Linked DNA regions of Anas platyrhynchos: region 1 is linked to region 2. The links are chromatin contacts, called in public Hi-C maps. All regions are on one chromosome and are shown on one strand. The core of a region is the stretch at or near the end of the contact, and the rest is flanking DNA. Distances in the headings are between cores, read along the strand shown.

Region 1 (3,053 bases), core at 329-2,828, 240 kb before region 2:
GCGGGTTATTAGTGTCAGAGCAGTCAAACCCTCCTAGTTCTGGGAATAAAAACTGCGTTTGCTTTGCAGGTCACTTCAGTACGGCCTGGGTGAAGCATTACTGCACATACGAGCGGGAATCCAAGCGGATAACGATGGTGCCGTTCGACCAGAAATCTGGAGGAAAAGCGGTGAGTGTCAGCACGCAGCTGGATGTGTCCTGGGGAGGTCTCTGCTGTGGCCGTGTCCCTGGCTGTGCCCCCTGGCCGTGCGCCCTGGCCGTGCCGTGATGCTGCTGGCAGAGGCGGTGGTGGCAGTTCTGGGGGCGCAGCGGCCGTGCTATGCACACCCTCGTGACCGCCTGGTTCCCGGTCCCTGATTCCTGCAGGAGCAGGGCAGGCAGGCTGTCGGTTGTTTTGCTCCTTCCCCGCTGCCTGTGGCTTGGCCGATAAAGCTGCTTCCTTTTGGGCCGTTTTGGGCAGAGCTGCAGGAGAGCGTGCAGCTCCCTTCGGACCCCGTGTGCCAGTGCAGGGGGAGCGCTCCCGGGCAGCGTAAGCCCAGCTGTAGCAGGGTCTGGCTTTCCTCTCCTCTAAAGCAGGAACAATGAAGCCCCCCGGTGTGTTCCCAGCTGGGGTGGTTTGCGAGCATCGTCCCCGTCCAGGGGAGCTGCCTGTGGCAGCTCTGCAGGCTTCTGTGCGGCTCCTTGCTGGCAAAGGGAGCTGGCAAAGGGAGCAGGGCAAGTTTTAAAATGAATTTCCTCTTGCCTCGGAGCATCTTCATTATAACTTAGCCTTCAAGTATGCCAGCCTTGTAATTGTCAGCTGCTGTGTGTTATTTCATGTGGTCCCTGCCCACTTCACGGCTTCCCCGGTGCCCGGGGTGTGGGCGCTGCCGCACACCGCAGTGCCCTCCTCGTGCAGGGCGGGCGCCCGCTCCGGCGCTGCTCTCCTGAGGTCTGGAGGCTTGTAGCATCCTGGCAGAAAGCACTGCCTGTGCTGGGTCTCGTGCCCTGTGCTCCCCCTGAAGCACAGCCCCGTGCAGGCTGTGCACAGCTCACCAGCGAGCGCCGTGGCCGGGTGTCCTGGGGTCTGTGCGCTGCGGGCACGGGGTGGTGCTGCAGGAGGGGACAGCCACACGTGGGCCACCACAGGCTCTGCTGCTGCCAGCCTCTCACGAGCGTGCCTGGGGCTGCGGCTGGCGTTGGATATCGTTTGATATCGGCGGCTCTGAAGTGGGGCATTCCCCGAATACCAGGGGGAGCAGGGCAGCTCGGGAGCAGCCTCGTGCCCGCGGTGAGCGGCAGGGCGCAGGCAGCGTGCCAGACCCTGGGGAGCAGCCCTGCAGAGACCCCTCCGAGCTGTCCTTCCGAGTTCCTGCTGGGGCCCTAAATAGGTTTCCTGGAAAACGGCGATGTCAGGGAACAGGGTGGTCAGCCAAGGTGTCGTCTAGAACAGCACGGAGAGCACAGAGAAGCGGCCGTCTCCAGGAACACGCGCAGGATTTATCTTCTATTGAGTCATCGGTGGATTTTAAAAATCGCAAAGGGAGAATTTTCTGTGCTGGCAGGGCCTGAGGAGGGCCTTCCTCCAGCAGAGGACAGCAGTGCACGCAGATCCTGTCCGACTGCTGCTCGGCGTGGGGAAATCCAGCACGGCTTGGATGCGGATGCCTGGATGGGAGGACGGTTTTGTCATTGCTTTGTTAAATAATAAACATTTGAAGACATGTTTGCTCCCGTTAGGGGTTTGTGTGTGCAGAACGCTGCCAAAAATGCAGCCAGCGCTGGAGTGAGAATTGACAGCCAGGTCTGTGAGGCATTGTTCAGCAATGGAAAATAAAGCTTTGCCCAAAAGTTGCGGTCCAACGCTCCCTGCCTGCCTGAAACGTGGGCTGCGCGATACGCGGTGCATGAAGCTCACCGCGTGCCCTCAGAAGGGACACTTCCTTGTTTTGGAATAACCACGTCTGCCAAGGTGGAAAGACAAGCCCTCATTTGGGATGTGTAATTACGCATTTCTAGCAGGCGATGCGTTGCTGGTGTTACCAAAGCTCCCTCTGGTTTGAACGCGGTAATGGGGAGCGCGATGGGCGCTGGGGGCAGGCGCACGGTTGGCTGTTCTCCGCCTTACCTGTGATTCTGTCTCTTCTCAGGGAGAAGACGAAGCTGTTATCCTCAAATCTTGCACACGGCGGAAAACCGACTCGATCGAGAAGAGATTTTGCTTTGATGTGGAAGCCGTCGACCGGTGAGTGCCGAGGGGCGTCGCAGCCTGGGGTGCACCTCGGGCCCGCGGTGCCTGCCCCCGGCTTTCCAGGAGGCTTTCCTGGATGCTTCCCGCGCAGCTTGGGTGTCTGCCTGCTGCTGTGGTCGTACCCTCCGCGAGTGGAAAGCTTTAGGCTGTGGAAACGCATCTCCCCGGTGCTCGCAGCCAGGTGCTCGCGGGGTGTTGGGTTAGCGCTTCGTTTTACAAGGTGCCGAGTTTACTCTGCTCGTTCTGAACTGAACGGTGTTTTAGCACTTCTGCAGGCTCTGGCCGTGCAGGGTAAATGGTCACAAGGACGGAAAAGACACGCTGCATGTGTCTTGGCAGGGCTGGGGTGCCTCTTTCCAGCGCTGGGTATGTGCTGAAATAACTTTGGCTTTTGTGCCGGGGCCGGGCTGCAGCCGCCGTGCTGTGGCTGGTCAGCGCTGGAAGCCCAGCTCACAGCTCTGGGCACTTCCAGTTTGTTTCTTTTTCCCCAAACGAGTAAAATGCGCCCAGGAATGGGAGCCTGTTTGTGTCCAGCTAGCATCACGCATGGCTTCCCTACATAAACAGCAAAACCGAGCTGGTGCTGCTGCTCCACGCGGTGTTACTGCCTCGTCCCTTCCTCTCTGCAGGACGCTGACCTGCTTTCCCAAAGCATGCTCCAAAGTCACGGAGTATCTGTGCCCTCCCAGGTTTGTGCCTGCTCCCGTTCCAGCTGTCCTCTCCCCTTCGCTGGCCGTGCTGCCCACTCCCTGGAGCTCCGTTTTCCTCCAGGAAGCTGCAGGATTTCTGCTGACGCTGGGATTTTTTTCCTATGCCCTGAGG
Region 2 (3,059 bases), core at 168-2,667:
ATCCAAACTGAAAAGGGAATAGTGCCTTGGGCTGGCCTACACTAACACACAGGGTCACAAGAGCAGCCGGACATTTACTGTGTGACTTCAGGACACAGAATGATGACACAGCAACCGCATCCAGTGGTGAGCGCAGGCAGCCCTCCTTGGCATTTCCACCAGCACTTTGGTGGAACCCCTCTTGCAGCTCCCCAAAACAGCCTTGCCATGGTTATTTGCCAGCCAAGAGCTCCAGTAGGGAGGAGATGCTGCCAACCACAAACCTCTCTGTGCCACAGCTAATTTTAGAGGAAGACAAGTGGATGTGCATGCCACCAAGAACGATAATAGATACAGCAGGGGTATAATGAGGATAGCCGTTGGATTAAAAATAAAATAAAATAAAATCAACCCAACAACAAAAAAACACAACTCAGAACTGAACACGGGAATCAAACGATGCTTGATATCTGATGGGGAGAACGGGCACAGCTCCAGGCTGGGGGCTGCGAGGCTGAAGTGGCACCTCCGGACCCCGCAGTCATTCCCCCAAATCTCCACCTGACTTGGCAGGGCTGCGTGGAGAGGGCTTTGCTGCTCTCATTTCTCTCTGATCTGCTCGTCTCAGTCCTAAAATGAGTCCACATTAGCCTGACAGGGTGCAAGCAAGTGCACACAGATGGTGCAGCGTGCAATAGGCTGTGCAAAGTACTGTAAAATAGAAATCAATTTCCTTACAGTTGGTGGAAGCGAGCCAGGGTATAACTACAGCAAATGAGATCAGAATTGGGACCACATTATTTATTTACTAACTACAACAATTAGGCAGTGCAGAGAGAGTTGAAGTGTTGTTTTTTTTTAATATATATATATATATATACATATATATAGTGATCTAGTCCAAATCTTCAAACAGCTGAAATAAAACAGACAAATAGTATTTAAATCAAGGATTTAAACAAATGATAAAATGTAATGATTTAAGTATTATTTAGTGCTTCTCAGACTCTCCCTATTGTTTAGTGCCTTGCAGGAGACAGTTGCTCTCACGCACTCAGACACTGAATACAATCCGCTTTGGTACTTTCAAAGCAGTCTAGGAGAAGAAAATTGCAGGAACATTTTCAGGTTAATGAGCAGAAATCACAAAATTCAAGACGAACATGACACTAATCGCTAAATCAATGCGACTGGGAGCACAATTCCACCCCGCAAGTCTCTTCCTCTCGTTGTGACAGCGCACGGCCAGCAGCGAGAGGCACGTTCGTCGCATAAATTCCATTTTCTAAAAAAGAACGCGGACTTCATCAAACCGTGCAATCATTATTGTTGCCAGTCCCAGCGACAAACACTCGGGGCAAACTGCGAGGGCCTGAGGGACAGCTGGGGGAGCATCCTGCCTCCTTGCCACCGCATGCCTCGGCGCTTTTGTTTATGGCAGACAGCTTCCCGCAGCAAGAGGCCGAAAGGATGAAGAGCACCCGTGGCAGAGGCTCCCTGCTCCCCGCTTAGCAGGGTTTCTCGGCCCTGGGGCCGTCGGTGGGGCTCGGGTCCCCCCCAGCTGCTGAGGCTCCGCTCCGCGGCCCAGGGGTGCCCCCGCCACGGCCCGGCCCGGCCCGGCCCCCCGCCAGCGGCCTCCGAGCGCTCCGCGGCGCCGCCTGCCGGGCCCGGGCCCCCCCTGCCGGGCCCAGGCCCCCCCCGCCGGCCTTCCAAAGCGGGAGCGGACATGGGGGGGTCTGAAGGCGAGGCAGAGCTCTGCCCGGTGCAGGCCGACCCCCAGGAGAGGGGGATTAAGTGCTCGTTGCCCTCAGGATGCAATAGGCTGTACTCAATAGGCTGTACTCAGCCATCTTCCATCCGGGCAGGTTTCGCTGCGATGCCCGCACAGCTCCCCTGCCTTCTGTCGAGCCCCCAAACACTGCCAAGGGCTGCCTGGCTTCTGCCCCTTCCCCAGGCAGGGGAACCAGGAGCAGCCCAGCCCTCGCCCGGCAGCACCCCCAGTGCCCACTGCTCTCCTCAGGGTGCAGGAGGTGGTGTCCCGTGGGGCTCGTGGTACACCACAGCTACACCTTCGTTTGCCCCAAAGCAGTCACAGTTCGAACAATTAAAACACTCCTACAGAGGGTTTTGCTCCCCCAGGCATGGCTTTGTGGCAGGTCCCCTAGGGGCTCCATCTGGGTGCCCTCTCCCACCCTTCAGTCCTGCAGCACTGGGCCTAAAAGCACATCCCTCTGTGCACCAGGGCTCGCGCCCGCCAGCATTCACCCAGTCAGAAACTCTCCCCCAAAGAAAGTAGGACCAAGTCTATATCTGGTGAAACAGATTTCTTCTTGAGGGAAGAGCTGAAAGCAAAAGCAAGTCCTGTCCTGTGTCATCCTCAAATGGAAGGTCAGAGCTTCCAAGTCCAGAAAAGGGAGTTACAGGCAGTCTTTGCACTGAAGGCCACTTTCTGCCACATCCAAACACAAGGCACCTGGCAAAAGCACCAAAGCTCATCTCACCATTACAGGGGTTAGAGACAAAAAGCCAAACCCAGCCAGCACGGAGTGGCCCACAGCAGCCCAGCCGTTACAGCGTTGGGTTAACTGCTCCTTAAAGCCTGAACACAGCAGTTAGAGCAAATAGGAAATTGTTCTAGGGGACGGGACCATAGCATAATATTTTCTAGCTGCTAAGCAGACAGCTGACACTTCCAAGTACTCTATATATTTTGAAAACATTACTGAATAAGAGGTATTTTCCATGAATATTTTTTGCATCCTTCCCTCTAACCAGCAAACATATTTCTCGGGTCCTTTTACTACTAGAGAGGGTCTAGTACTGGAGAAAAGTCAGTACTTGCAAATGCAAATATTAACACAAGCAGTTTGGCTTATATTTCTTCTTTTGGCAACACAACATGAGTTTTTTCACCTACAAGCATAGCTGTTACAGTCTGAACAGCAAGTATTAAATATCAGTGGAAAAATGCTCAGAATGAATCCAGTGAAATAAAAAGGGGAAAAATGAATATCCCAGTATTACAGGAGAAGGAAATTAAAGAAAATTGGTAAAATTAGAACAGCAGAGCTTGAGTTTCA

What was found. Hi-C and Micro-C count contacts between places; a contact is called where the count stands out from the background.
Region 1: a contact with region 2 is called in a Hi-C map of subcutaneous adipose tissue, with 3 times the contacts expected there. The contact joins two enhancer-like sites. A contact is called at or near these places in 3 of 8 Hi-C or Micro-C datasets (liver, skeletal muscle and subcutaneous adipose tissue).

Annotation. Positions count from the first base shown.
Region 1 is chr14:1,283,871-1,286,923 of IASCAAS_PekinDuck_T2T, reverse strand. ARHGAP26 (Rho GTPase activating protein 26) reads left to right here. Exons shown (of 23, transcript XM_072023306.1): 9 at 70-170; 10 at 2,131-2,225. Among named protein-coding and RNA genes, the nearest start is that of ARHGAP26, 23 kb to the left of the region's middle. Within about 2 kb of position 1,578, at least 4 of the 8 cell types and tissues checked have an H3K27ac peak or open chromatin away from gene starts, as enhancers often do. A contact at or near this core is called in subcutaneous adipose tissue, where this site is marked.
Region 2 is chr14:1,042,934-1,045,992 of IASCAAS_PekinDuck_T2T, reverse strand. The region is part of intron 2 of LOC110353236 (a long non-coding RNA gene); the gene reads right to left. Among named protein-coding and RNA genes, the nearest start is that of NR3C1, 69 kb to the left of the region's middle. Within about 2 kb of position 1,417, at least 4 of the 8 cell types and tissues checked have an H3K27ac peak or open chromatin away from gene starts, as enhancers often do. A contact at or near this core is called in subcutaneous adipose tissue, where this site is marked.